Linked DNA regions of Zea mays: regions 1 and 2 are each linked to region 3. The links are chromatin contacts, called in public Hi-C maps. All regions are on one chromosome and are shown on one strand. Each heading gives the region's core, a stretch centred on a gene start, on an enhancer-like site or on the middle of the called end of the contact. The rest is flanking DNA. Distances are from core to core; before and after follow the strand shown. Region 1 holds the start of LOC100284042. Region 2 holds the start of LOC100501140 (AUGMIN subunit 5). Region 3 holds the start of LOC100281122.

Region 1 (4,020 bases), core at 873-3,372, 130 kb before region 3:
ACTCTCGCGCTCTGGAGATTTTGCGCTCGTGGATCCGTTGCAAGAAACGAACTGTCGTAACAATAAGGATTACTGGGCTAAAACCGACTCAGATACTACAATTCCGAAGTTCAACGGATTATAATACTACAATTCCAATTGCTCTGTTCGGGATACTAATTTTCAGAAGCCCGGTGTTGGCGATATCACGGTTCCAAATAACTCCTCCATGATGTCCAAATGTTCTCTTAAGCAATCATATTCTTTTTTTTAGGCAATAGCAATCATATTCATGTAGATGAAACATCTTAAAAGCTGCTTTGTATATAGAAAAAGAATGAAATGTCAGATCATGCAAATCCTAGAAACAATGGTTTGCACCATCTGTTTTAAATTCTAATCCAATTCTATATTAATTTCATAGTATTCCAGGGGAATTGCATGTACCACAATCAGGTCCATATAACTAGATAGCTGCTTGTCAAGCAAGAAAAGCCAATGTGCAACAGGTATACTAAAACAGACAAATGCTACAAAAAATTGCAGAAAACCAGTCCTTTCTTTGATGATATGTGTTTAAATAGCCCTTGAAAATATATATATATATATATATATATATATATATATATATATATATATATAAAGACTGTGTAAGCAATACTAGTCAGTATTGAATACCATATATATCTTGTATAAGGACCAAGCAAACACAGGAGCATAAGGCTCAAGAAACCTCATGCTCATCCATCAATGTTTAGTCTTAATCCTGACCAAAGTAGATACTCCAGATGTTTAATGCTTTGCCCCTCAGTCACAAGGAAACTAAATAAACGCAAGATAAACTAGTTAGTTCATTCCGCATGACAAAGTAGACATAGAGCCAGAGAGCAGAAAAATACAACATCTCCACAAAAGGCGGAACATATAACCACCACATATGCACCATTTCAAGACATGCATTGTTGAGAGAGGGGGATGTGGAGCTATTTCACAGTGATTTACAAAATATATCCCTTTCAAAGCATGCATTATTGGGAGAAAATGTGAAATTTTTACAGGATTTTACCAGTCCTTGCAGCCTTCACACTGCACCATGAGGTCGTCTGGGTTGTACGGCATCTCACACTTGCAATACCTTCACATACAAACGATGCCATAAGACAAGCAATCCCACATTACATCAGAAGCAAAGAGACAATACGAACTAATGAGCACCACATGACAAAAAGAAAAGGCTAAAGAAAAGGAAGAGCTCGTTACACGGCGACACGGTCGGGGGTGAATGCACCGGTGGCGGCCTTGTAGTCAAATCGGCAGTAGAAGTCCTCCGGGCCGACGTTGTCGAGCTTGGTGTAGCTCTTGAAGGAGTGAACGATGCACTTGCCCTCAATGGTGTGCGCGCTCTGCGTGTCCAAGTGGTCGGAGAGGAAGAGCTCCTTGGAGCCGTGGAACGGGCGGCGGCCGCCCTTGGCCTCCTCCGGGCGGTAGTACCAGCGCACCCTCACCCGCACGCCGCCGCGCCCGTCCGACTCCATCCGCTCCACCCGCGCCACGTACGGCGGCTTGTCCGTGTCCGCCGGCCGCATCAGCACGCAGTCCCCCACTTCACGGTTCACGCACAGCAGCCAGAGCCGTCAAAGCTCAAACCTTAGACCAGAGCACGCGACGGCGTCGACCAAGAGCACGGCCGGGCAAGGGCTTACCTCGGACCACCTTGTTGGTGCCCTTGATGGTGTAGGCGTCGACGTCCCGCTTCCCTTGCTTTGTCTTCGCCATGGCGTAGAGGCTGGATTGCGAGCGAACCCTAGCAGTGCGAGTGTGCAGCAAGAGGGGGGGCTGGGGGATGGCCGCGGTTGTCCGTTCCGACGGAGCAGCTGCAGGGAGACTGAGGGAGGGGGCTAGGGGTAATTTGGTAGTTTCTACGCGATTAGAGTGACGGGGCGTTTGAATCCAAGTGGCGAGCGGCTGCTCTCTGCCGTCCGATGGAGGCTGCTGCTGGTTTGGACGGCGAACTTGATGGCTTCGCTTTGCCTTGCCGTTGACACCACAGAGGGCTAGAATGTTCGGTGCCTCCTGCGTGGGCTGTGAGAGCGAACCCATGAAGATACTTTTTTAATCTCTTGGTCGTTATCTTCGAGAATTTGATTGATGGGTGTTGGGTGGCATCCTTTTTCTGCGCCGAAATGTCGGTGAATAGTTTTGGCTGCTCGCGGCAGCTTTTAAGCTGCGGCGACTGCAGCAGGTTGCCGTATTCTCTTCCAATACTCTAAAATTTAAGGTTTATTCGAAAATAACTGTCATTTTAATTTTATCTCTTAACAAAACATAGAGATGCATTCATAGTCGAGATTGTCAAAATAAAAATATCCCCTCCATCCTAAAACAAGTATTCATCTTGTATTTCGAGGAATTAAAGAAATTTAACTTTAACCAAGTATAGATAAAAAAATACTAATACTTGTGGTATTAGATTACTCGCATCATATATTTTTATAGTACATTCTATTTTTATAACATTCCTAATCCTTTCTTTACGTCAAGCATTTCACTTGAGCAAGTATATTCAAGTATTTACTTTACTAGATTTTTCAATGCTAGTATAATATTGGAACTTGGGGTGCAAATCTTTGGTCAATAGATAAAATACACTTCTAGGCGCAAGGGGTAAAGTTGGGCTTGTTATTAGTTTTAATTTGTTATTAGTTTTAATTTGTGTAATTGTTGGGACAAAGGCGAACACGCCACCCTTCGCTCGACGACTTCGTCCCTGCCTTGCGCAGGCGAAGGCTGGATCCACAAAAACCCGCTAGGACAGGCCAAGGGCGCTACCGGATGAAGGCCGGTTCGACCCCCTTCGCTCTCACGTGACAAGACGAAGGCCCCGTCGAAGTCTACGGGACCTCCCACTCCCTCGCCACAGAGAGAGGCCTATGTGCGGTTCGGCCCACAGAGTTGGGCCCCGCATGGGCATGTGCGATTAGGGTCGTGTCTGTAATAAAGTTTATCGTAATGACTGTCTGTAACCTCCTCTCGTGGGAATATTTCGGGGATAAACCAGGTACTCGAGGGTCTAAAATGTCTTTGACAGGGACAAGTGGCCCCTCGAGTACCTATAAATACCCCTGTATTGTGCCCATGTACAGGGAGATGAACAAGGTTTTTGACATCTGTGTTAAGCTTTGCAAACTCTCTCCCTAAATTCCCGTTGGATCAACCTGTCGTGAAGGGCAGGTTCCAACAACAATAAAATTAAAAACGCAATTCACTCTCCCTCTCGGGCATCTTTGATCTATTTAGTTTGGATCTCAAAGGGGGAGTGAGAAGTCCCGTAGTTTGGGAATTGTAGAGACTCGCATTGGATCATGTCATTGTCAAGTGGGTTAGTAGAATTTATGGACCCAAATTTCCCTACCCATGTTAGGTAACTAGACTTAGTATCTTGCAAAGTTAGTTGGCATATAATTCCTTTCATTCCTATATTTGCATGTGCACGTTAAAATTATTGTTTACCATACACATGGTTGACCCTATTGAGGGGCAAGGGAGCAGTCGCCCTAGCCCCCGAAGATATTGGCCCCAGCCCCAAGTATCAAGTATGCACTAAGTATATCACATACCATATAACTTAGGTTGAGAAACAAATCGGTGTAGATCTAAGAAATAAATCGATGTCATCGTGCCATCGTTGGTCAATGTCCTAATTCCGCGTCGTCATGTGTTGTAGTGTTCACCATCATGAGCGTGTTCATCAAGAGACTCAACCAATTCATCCATCTTTTGACATAGGGTACGTGATATAAGCTAGTTACATTACATGGTCTCACGTCACATGACCTAAAGTTCCTCAATTTCCTAACACAGGGTTCGTGATTCACCTAGCATCGCATGAGCGGTTCACGAAGACATTATGCATGGTGGGTGTCCTGATCTCGAGAATCGGATTTCTTGGAGAGCCAGAGCTCAAAGCTACTGCTTTAATATAGGTTCTAAAGTCTAAATTTTATCCCAAATTCTTGTCTTACCCAACACCAAGTGATATCA
Region 2 (4,345 bases), core at 1,594-4,093, 210 kb before region 3:
AGACGAACACTCAACATCAGACAAAGAAATGTGCTTCGGCATGATGCAACACCCATGACACTTAGGTTTTGGTTTATACATGACACGGACACCTGTCGCTATACTGGTTTTGAAATTGGGAAGAAGAAGCGAAACAAGAAAGAGAAAAGAGAGTAACGCCCGAATTTGGTGAGAGAAAAGAAGAAAAAATTCTACCCCCAAATTCAGGGCGTTACACCAGTATACTACGATAACTTATATACAAAATATGTGTTATACCGTTATGAGAAAATGTTTCATAATCAATTTGTGATTCTGGCCATACATAAATTTTGTTATTTATAATCTATCTGTTTCACCACTACATTGCAACCATCAGTATCATGCAAACTTTGATATATATCACGATTTGTATGATCTCATTATTGGAGAGCACGTTTCACACATACCGGAAGAAATTCTCTCGTACATCGTTAGTCATTGGACACGTACCACCATACGCTTTTGCTTAAACAAAAAGGTAAGTGTGTGTTTGCAAGACTAATGGTCAAACATCGTATAACCACAAAGTTAGAATACTATATTAATATATTAAATAAATTAATCTAATAGACATAGATTAACCCAATTAACATAGGATAAATAAATATCTAATTATAAAAGTATGAAACATGGTATAATCAATGTTGTTACTGCGTAGTAAATATTCATACGAGACTAACACAACTGGAATGATTCAATTTGGAATTAAAATGGGGAAGTTACGAATTTCCAAAGTTTCTATGTATTTGATATATGATTAATTAGGAAATCAATTTTATTGTTGTTTTCATGACAAAACAGAGGTATTATAGAAATTGGAATGAACTCATTTGGATTTAATATGAAATTTCCATGAATTAAATGGGTTTCTGCAATTATTTTTAAACTAAAAATCAATTTCTAAACTCGTTTTCCCTATTTTCTTTATTTTCCTGGACTGCGTCCCAAATTCCAGAAAGATCAGGGGCCAAGCTATAAATGTTTTTCTAGACTCAGTTAGCATACAGAGTGGACGGTGGGTTAAACACAAAAGACGTTTTAGTTGAAGTTGTACACAATTCAACATGAGTCATGTTGGTAGAGGGTGGAAGGCTATGCATTCTACTTAATAGATCCAAGGTTCGATCCCTAGGCAGCCACAGTTTGATTTTTTTTCTGCGCGCGGAAAACTGGTGTGCGGGATTGGACGGCTGAGATTGTAGAAAGGTAGAATGGACGGCTGAGATCGCAAAATGGCAGAACACAAAAAGGCAGACTACTATTGCTAACTTATAAGTAGTAGAGATTAAAATTTAGTCCATATCATATCGGATGTTTGAATGCCGGTCATAAATATTAAATATTATGTAATTATAAATCTAATTACACAAATGATGACTAAATGATAAGATAAATTTATTAAACCTAACTAGTTTATGATTTGATCATATAATGCTACAGTAAACATTTGCTAACCGTGTATTAATTAGGCTTAATAAATTTATCTCATTGTTTAGTCTCCACCTATGTAATTAATTTTATAATTAGACTATTTAATACTCGTAATAACTTTTCAAACATGTCATGTGATACGTACTAAGGCCCTATTTGGAATGTTATTTCCTATGTTTTTCCTAAAAAATAAATAATTCCTGTATGATTTCTTTAGAATTTCTACATTTCAAAGGGGCCTAAACTTTAGTCCCCAGAACCAAACACCCTTTAACAATAATCTTGGAAAGAAGAGGGTAGATTTTGCCGATGGTGTGTATCACTAGAGAGTTAGGTATACTTAGAGGTGCCAATGCAGACCCGATACCCGTTAATCCATGTATAATTCCTCTATTAAGCTTAGAGTATGTGAAGATTTTAATCCCCATGGATATAAATTTAGGAGAAATTATTCACATATTGGATATGGTGGGTATGAGTATGGAAAAGCATAATCCAAACCAGATACGTATGGGTAAAATTTACGCAGTAAAATCACTGTGCAGCCCAATATACCATATGCCCAACAACTAATCCTACATCTCACAACTCTTTTAAGCACCCATCCACACAACCTAAACGATCAGCCACCAGCTGTCCTGCCCACCAGTCCACGTGTTACTTTTTTTATTGTTTTGAATGATTATAATGTTTTTTCTTAGATTTATTTGTGATGTATTGTTATTGGATGTAGTGTGTCCGTTAATGTCATATAAAATAATGTGATAATGTTTCTTTTGTCGAGGATAGAGACCCATTGAAGAGCCGACACCCGTAGAAAAATCTTCTAGATGCCATTGGATTTTATATTCGTCACTTATGTGTCATTGAATAATATTTAGGAGATATTTTTTTTATGTATGACATGTGGATCTAGTGACACATAATACCCTGTTTGGATGTAGATATTTAATAATGAAATTGGGAATTGGAATCATGAATTCTGAATTCCTGTTTTTGGCTTACTAAAGAATTCAGAGCTGAAATTAAAGCTCAATTCTTTGGAATTGTACTTGAACTAAAAAGTGTCTAATTCAGAGCCAAAACTCTAGGTATTGGATGGAATGGTAAGTCATATACATTCAAACAAAAATGATTTGAAACTCACTTCCAATACTAACAGATTTGATATTTGATCTAATTTAATTTTAATATCTTCAATATATCCAAATGAAAATGGATTAGTATAATTTCTGAATTGTCTAGAAAATAAAGAGAGGTGCCATGGTCCACTGACACACGGCAGCGACACTGACACTCACACAGGGCTCTCACCCGCAACGGCCGTCCTCGACCTCGACTGGCAAACAGCCGGCCAGCGCCGTTCAAGCGGACAGATCCAACGCAAACCCACAAGAAAGTTTCAAAAAAACATTCGCACTCCCTCCCTCTACCGCCACTAGCCACCCTCCCCTACCCCAATCCCCTCTCCCCAGATCGAGCGCCGCGTGGCTAGGGTTTGCGCGACCGCCGGCAGCGATGCCCGCGTCCTCCGTCTCGGGGGGTAGCGGCCCCGGAGGCGTCTCCCCGGATGCCATCATCGAGTGGCTGCAGGACGAGATGGGGTACCCCTCGGCCCCTCCTGCACCGGATCAGCTCCGCAAGATCTGCCGGGGCAACATGATCCCCGTCTGGTCCTTCCTGCTCCGCCGCGTCCGCTCCGAGCGAACCGTCGCCACCGCGCGCCGCAATATCCTCGTCCACGGCGTCGCGGCCCGGCGGGCGCGGGAGGGCGGAGCGATGGGGGCGGGCGCGGGTGACGCTGCGGCCAGGGAGGCCGAGGCGAGGGAGCGGGACCTCGCCGCTGAGGAGGCCGAGCGGTTGCGTGGGATCGTGAGGAGGCAGCGCAAGGAGCTTCGCGCGCGCATCGCGGAGGTCGCCAGGGAGGAGGCGGAGCGCAAGCGCGTCCTCGGTGAGCGCTCCAATGCCAGGTACCTGAAACTATAGCAGAATTGTGGGGTTCTTCTAGGCGATTTAATTGTTGCTACATCCTTGTATTCAGTTTTGGGGCTTACAAAATCTTCTCAGAAATGGCACAAAAGATGTAGGTGCTCCTGGCTGTAACTATTCCACTAATAAAAATAATGGTGCACGTTGTATTGATATGATTGCTTGGAAGCTGACATCATTGTTAATCCTAGTTTGATAGGAATATACTTTGCTGTGAACGGACTATACTTTTGTGTGAACAAAGGGGTTTTCAGATATATGAAATCCAGAAGATGGCACATAGTAAAACGCCATCTATACAATCTACTCAGTTTGATGTTCCTTCATTAGTAAAAAAACAAATACTATCTTTATATTCCTATTCCTATCAATTGTCTACATCTGGAATCAGTGTTTGTGCATATACCAACATCTGATGACAATCCCTTTGAAAGTTTTTAAGTGCTAATAAATTCATATTTCTATGTGTTTGTTGGCTTGTTGCATTAATAAGCCATGAAATTCTTAGTAGTAAGCCTGCTGACATATGAGAAGTCATACCCAACTCCTAGCATGTTAAAAGGCCGTTGAGCTCACACACAGAGGCAGTCGGCGTCAATGTTGGTGGTATAGTTGTTTTATGGTCAGCATTAACATGATCTATTTGAAAACAATAAGTGATACTGATACTGCATTTGTGTTTCTCCCGCCATCCTTTGCAATTTCACTTATTTCTTTATATAAATTGTGCCAAGTGGTGATGGTGTGCTTGTAGCAGATCTACAACAATTGACATTTTTTTTAAAAAATTAAAAATAGGCACAAGCAAGTTATGCTCCAAGCATATGAACAGCAATGCGATGAAGCGCACAAAATATTTGCTGAATACCAGCGCCGGCTACATCAGTTCGTTAACCAAGCAAGG
Region 3 (4,560 bases), core at 1,756-4,255:
GACTGGGAAAATATAGAGGACAGAATCTTTTATAGTGTTCTGTAAAGGATAGAGAATATTCTTTTAGAGAATGGAATTTAGGGAACGCTGCCGGAGGGAGACAGCCTTACTCCTTCCCATATACATACATGCGTGCGTGCACGGGTACCGTGTGTAGTGTCCTTTCCTGTCATTATATACTCCAGTAGTATGCGGTAAATTGCGAGGGCAAAAGTGCTACTCCAAAAAGAAGGAAATCAATGCAGTCGATCGAGTCTGTGATCCTGTGGTTTATTACATTTGATTTGCAAGATCTTGCTAGTAGCCTAGTAGTACAGTACAGCGAAGCAAAGAGCAACGCAGGAAACTAATATACAAAAAATATTAGCATGAATGACCTGATATATACAACAGACGACCTGAATTTTATATAATAATAAAACAAAAAATAGGAGGAGAAGGAGAGAAAGATGGGGAAAAAACCATGCTGGATGGAAGGCATCCAGAGAGCTTAATTTGTGCGGTCTGTTCAATGTGCGTGATGTGTGCCGCGCTATATGCTGGTTGCTGCCTGTCATTTGTCAATACATACATATACATGCAGACAGACAGGAGACAGCTTATTATTTGTTTCACACTGCTCATACATACGCTAGTGCTGTGCATTGGCCTTTATGAATGAGTATGGCCGCGCGCGTTTATTATTGTGAGAGTGTAAGCACTATAATAATAAGGCGCGCATGATTAAAGCGTTGCAGCTAGATCGACAGAGCCCAGGAAGACAAAGAGGCAGCAGCTATAGCAGGCCGTACGTATTCTGTGGCCGTGGAGTTGGGAGGAGAGAGAAGCATCTTATTTGCAGACAAGTTAGTCGCACTACTGCATGCATACCATAGGTAGTGCCGAGAAGATTCCCGTGTAATGTTAGATTCTTGTTTTTCTCTAGAGCTAGCCTAGCTGAGGTGACAACGAACGATAACGTACGTGTATTAATTTTAATAGATGCTTGTAGGAGGACTGTCGAGTAAAACTGCATTTACACAGGCAGCTGGTGTGTATCATTCACATTCATCAGCGTGCGTGCATTCGTCAGTCAGGGCCTGCCGCGCGCATCGATCGATCTGATATCTGCCATCAGGGTTTCGACACATGCCATAACTAACAAGCTAGCCATCATGATGGATCATCAGTTCTAGTTGATCGGCGGCGAGCTTGAGTAGAGTACCGTAGTGGAGCACCAGAGCCCGTCGCAGCTGCAGCTCCAGCTCCATGGGATCTCTGATGGATCCTCTTCACCTGCATGCAGTTACCTTTGAGCGGCAAGGAGTTACTAGCTAATAAGCAATCATGCATGCATGGGAATCTCTGCTCAACGACGATGCCACATATATGCCATTGGTTGCATTGCATCCCACTCCCACTGTTGCGAGCTTTTCATGATGACATGCATCAGTTGGTGCTTTGCGTTAGCGCCAAGGACGTCGTCGGGTGCTGGGTCACGGGCCTCATATGGCTGGCTCCACGCGCCTAGCGGAATAGATCGAAAGTCACGTGTTAGTGTTGACGAGTAGAATTGCCCAAACCGGCCGGGCTCTCCTTCTTCAGCGCCGGCAACACACTTTGACGGGATTAAAATACAGCATATGGGTTGCCGTTTACTTTAGGAGCAGAGCGGCTGAGGGAGTATAATAATACCATACAATGCTACCCACTGGAAGAGACAAGAGCTAGCGGGGGGAGGATACGTAGAGACGAGAGCCAGCTTTTTTTGGCCTCGCCGCTTGTTGGGCCCTTTCCGAGCGGCGAGCTGAAGCGAGATTAGAACAGTGAAGTCTGGAACGAAAGCGATGAGACGGCGACGCACGGAGCAGTACGTTTTTACCCACGCCGCGCGCTAGAGGCCCGCCATGCCCGTCCAGCTCACTCGGACCCGTGCCTCCAGTACACTACACTGTGGAGACGAGACGACAGACGGGGCGGCGACGAGGAGACGGACGGGTTGCCCCGGAGGACGTACGAAGCTTCGTTGGACTTGGACCACCAGCTGGACGACGCCCGGCGGGCCCCAAACTGGCAGACGGTGCTGTGGGAATTCCGTGAACCATTCGCGGCTGCTTGCGCTCGGCTTGGCCCAGTGTCAACTCTGCGCTGGATTGTTTGGAGGGAGGGAGGGAGGGAGAATAGTACGTGCCTGTTTGTCGACCACGGTTTTCATCGGGATTCGGGAGGAAGAGAACGGTTGGGTCCCGAGGAAAAAAAACACCGGTTGTTGTTGTTGCAACGCCAATGAGCAAATCCGCTGCCTTTTTTCCCCTCTCTGTCTCTCCGCGAAAGCGAGCTTTGGTGGGCAGCAAGCGGCTCATGAACGGCGTACAGTACAAGCGCGTGCAATGCAGTTCACCCGTCAGCATGCCATGATCCATCAGCTTGTTGCTGCAGCTAGTTTGCACTTGACTTTGGTCTTGGCTCTCAGTTATCCGCACGCGTCGTCCGCCCTGCGAATTATCGGGGTTGTTTTTGTTGACGGCGAGTCCAGGTCCAGGTCCAGACTTGCAGAGCAAGCTGGCGAAAACAAAACAAAAAAAATCTTCGGATGACAGGGAGGCCACCACCGCCCCTGGTCTGGATCTTTTGGTCTGCAGCACCTGTTTGCTGGCCGCCCGGAGGGAGCGGTGTTTTCTTCCGCATTTCCGGCCGGCTAAAAAGCGCTCATTTATTTATTTATTACGAGACGACGATGGTGGTTGGTTGCCGAGTGAAACGAACAGTGCTGTTTGCTGTTGCTCCACCACAGGCGACGCGAGACCGAGCCAAAAAAAAAAAAACAGAGAGAGAAACCCCAGCGAAACGAGCCCAAACGGGCGCTCCAGCAGCCCACATACTTCCGGAGCCCGAGGGAGAGCGACCGACCGGTCCCTTCCAGGCTAAGGTTTCCCCTTTCCCTCCTCCGTCGCCTTCTCTCTCCAGTCCCAAGCTACAGAACGGAACGAAGTAGCACCCCCAAGCCCCAAAAGCAGCGGACACACAACCAGAAAAACATGCCCGAGGCTGTAGCAAAAGCACACATCGTCCCTCCACCGCCTTCCCCAAGCTAGCTAATCTACCAGAGACTACCAGCGTATACCCCCCACCCCCCCCTCGCGGCAGTTCGCCGCTCCATGGGTGCGGCGCGTCCGCGGCGCTGGAAGCTCCCGTTCCACCGCACCACCAGCGCGCCGTGCTCGCCCTCGTCCAGGTCGTCGGCGCCGCCACCGGGCCCCGCCTCGCCCGCGCGCTCCGAGGCTTGGGTGGCCCAGCCGGTGCCCGAGGCGTTCCTGTGCCCGATCTCCGGCGCGCTCATGGCCGACCCCGTCATACTGCCGTCGGGGAACACCTACGAGCGGGCCTGCCTCCAGGCCTGCGCTGAGCTCGCGTTCCTGCCTCCGGGCGCCGAGGCCGGGGGCCTCCGCACCGTCATCCCTAACGCCGCGCTCAAGGCGGCCATCGGCACCTGGTGCGCGCGCTCTGGACGGGCGGGGCCGCCGCCGCCGCCGCTCTCTGCCGAGGCGGCGAGGCAGGCCGTGCTGCGCGCTATGCCTCCGGCGGCCGCCAGGACCACTGCCAGGCGCGTGGCGGCGGTGATGGCCGCGAGCACATCCAACTCGTCCACGTCGTCGTACGGGTCGGCCTCGGAGATCACCGCGGCGGAGGACGAGGCGGAGGCGGAGGCGCCGGCTGACCCGCTGGAGGACGACGTGGTGGGCAAGGTGATGCGCGCGGACGACGGCAGCGGCGGCGTGGTGGCCGCGGCGATGGGCGCGCTCCGTGAGGCGACGCGGGAGGGCGCGGAGCGGCGGCTGGCGCTGTGCACGCCGCGCCTCCTCGGCGCGCTGCGCCGCGTGCTGCTGCTCCCGCGCCACGCCGCCGCCCGGGTGGACGCGGCGGCCGCCCTGGTCAACCTGTCCCTGGAGCCCGGCAACAAGGTGCGCATCGTGCGCGCGGGGGCGGTGCCGGCGCTCGTCGAGGTGCTGCGGTCGGCCGCGTCGGCGCCCGAGGCGCGGGAGCACGCGGCGGGGGCGCTCTTCGGGCTTGCCATCCACGAGGACAACCGCGCCGCCATTGGCGTGCTGGGCGCGGTGCCGCCGCTCCTGGACCTGCTGGCGTCCCGCGCCCACCCGCCCCGCGCGCGCCGCGACGCCGGGATGGCGCTCTACCACCTCACCCTCGCCGCCGTCAACCAGTCCAAGGTCGCGCGCTTCCCCGGCGCGCCCAAGGCGCTGCTCGCCGTGGCCTCGGGCGCCGCCGACCCGGGCCCCGTCCGGAGGCTTGCGCTCATGGTGGCCTGCAACGTGGCAGCCTGCGCCGAGGGCCGCAACGCGCTCATGGACGCGGGAGCCGTGGCGTCCGTCTCCGCCATCCTCCTCTCCGACGGCGGCGCAGCGGCGGCGGCGGCGGGCCTGGAGGAGTGGTGCGTGTCGGCGATGTACGCGATGAGCCGTGGCAGCCTCCGGTTCCGCGGCCTGGCGCGCGCGGCCGGCGCGGACCGGGCGCTCCGGCGCGTGGTGGCCGACGAGGGCGGCGGCGTCCGGCGCGAGATGGCTC

Evidence for each region. Hi-C and Micro-C count contacts between places; a contact is called where the count stands out from the background.
Region 1: a Hi-C map of ear shows a contact between it and region 3, with 2.2 times the contacts expected there. The contact joins the promoter of LOC100284042 here to the promoter of LOC100281122 in region 3. A contact is called at or near these places in 4 of 25 Hi-C or Micro-C datasets (ear, endosperm, leaf and 1 more).
Region 2: a Hi-C map of endosperm shows a contact between it and region 3, with 2.8 times the contacts expected there. The contact joins the promoter of LOC100501140 here to the promoter of LOC100281122 in region 3. A contact is called at or near these places in 3 of 25 Hi-C or Micro-C datasets (ear, endosperm and tassel).

The regions. Positions count from the first base shown.
Region 1 is chr2:183,511,558-183,515,577 of Zm-B73-REFERENCE-NAM-5.0, reverse strand. It overlaps LOC100284042, which reads right to left and starts at 2,122. Exons shown (of 5, transcript NM_001156940.2): 1 at 1,683-2,122; 2 at 1,240-1,582; 3 at 1,046-1,114. The coding sequence starts at 1,755.
Region 2 is chr2:183,591,817-183,596,161 of Zm-B73-REFERENCE-NAM-5.0, reverse strand. It overlaps LOC100501140 (AUGMIN subunit 5), which reads left to right and starts at 2,843. Exons shown (of 10, transcript NM_001195943.1): 1 at 2,843-3,422; 2 at 4,240-4,345. The coding sequence starts at 2,971.
Region 3 is chr2:183,377,051-183,381,610 of Zm-B73-REFERENCE-NAM-5.0, reverse strand. It overlaps LOC100281122, which reads left to right and starts at 3,005. Exons shown (of 1, transcript NM_001154041.2): 1 at 3,005-4,560. The coding sequence starts at 3,138.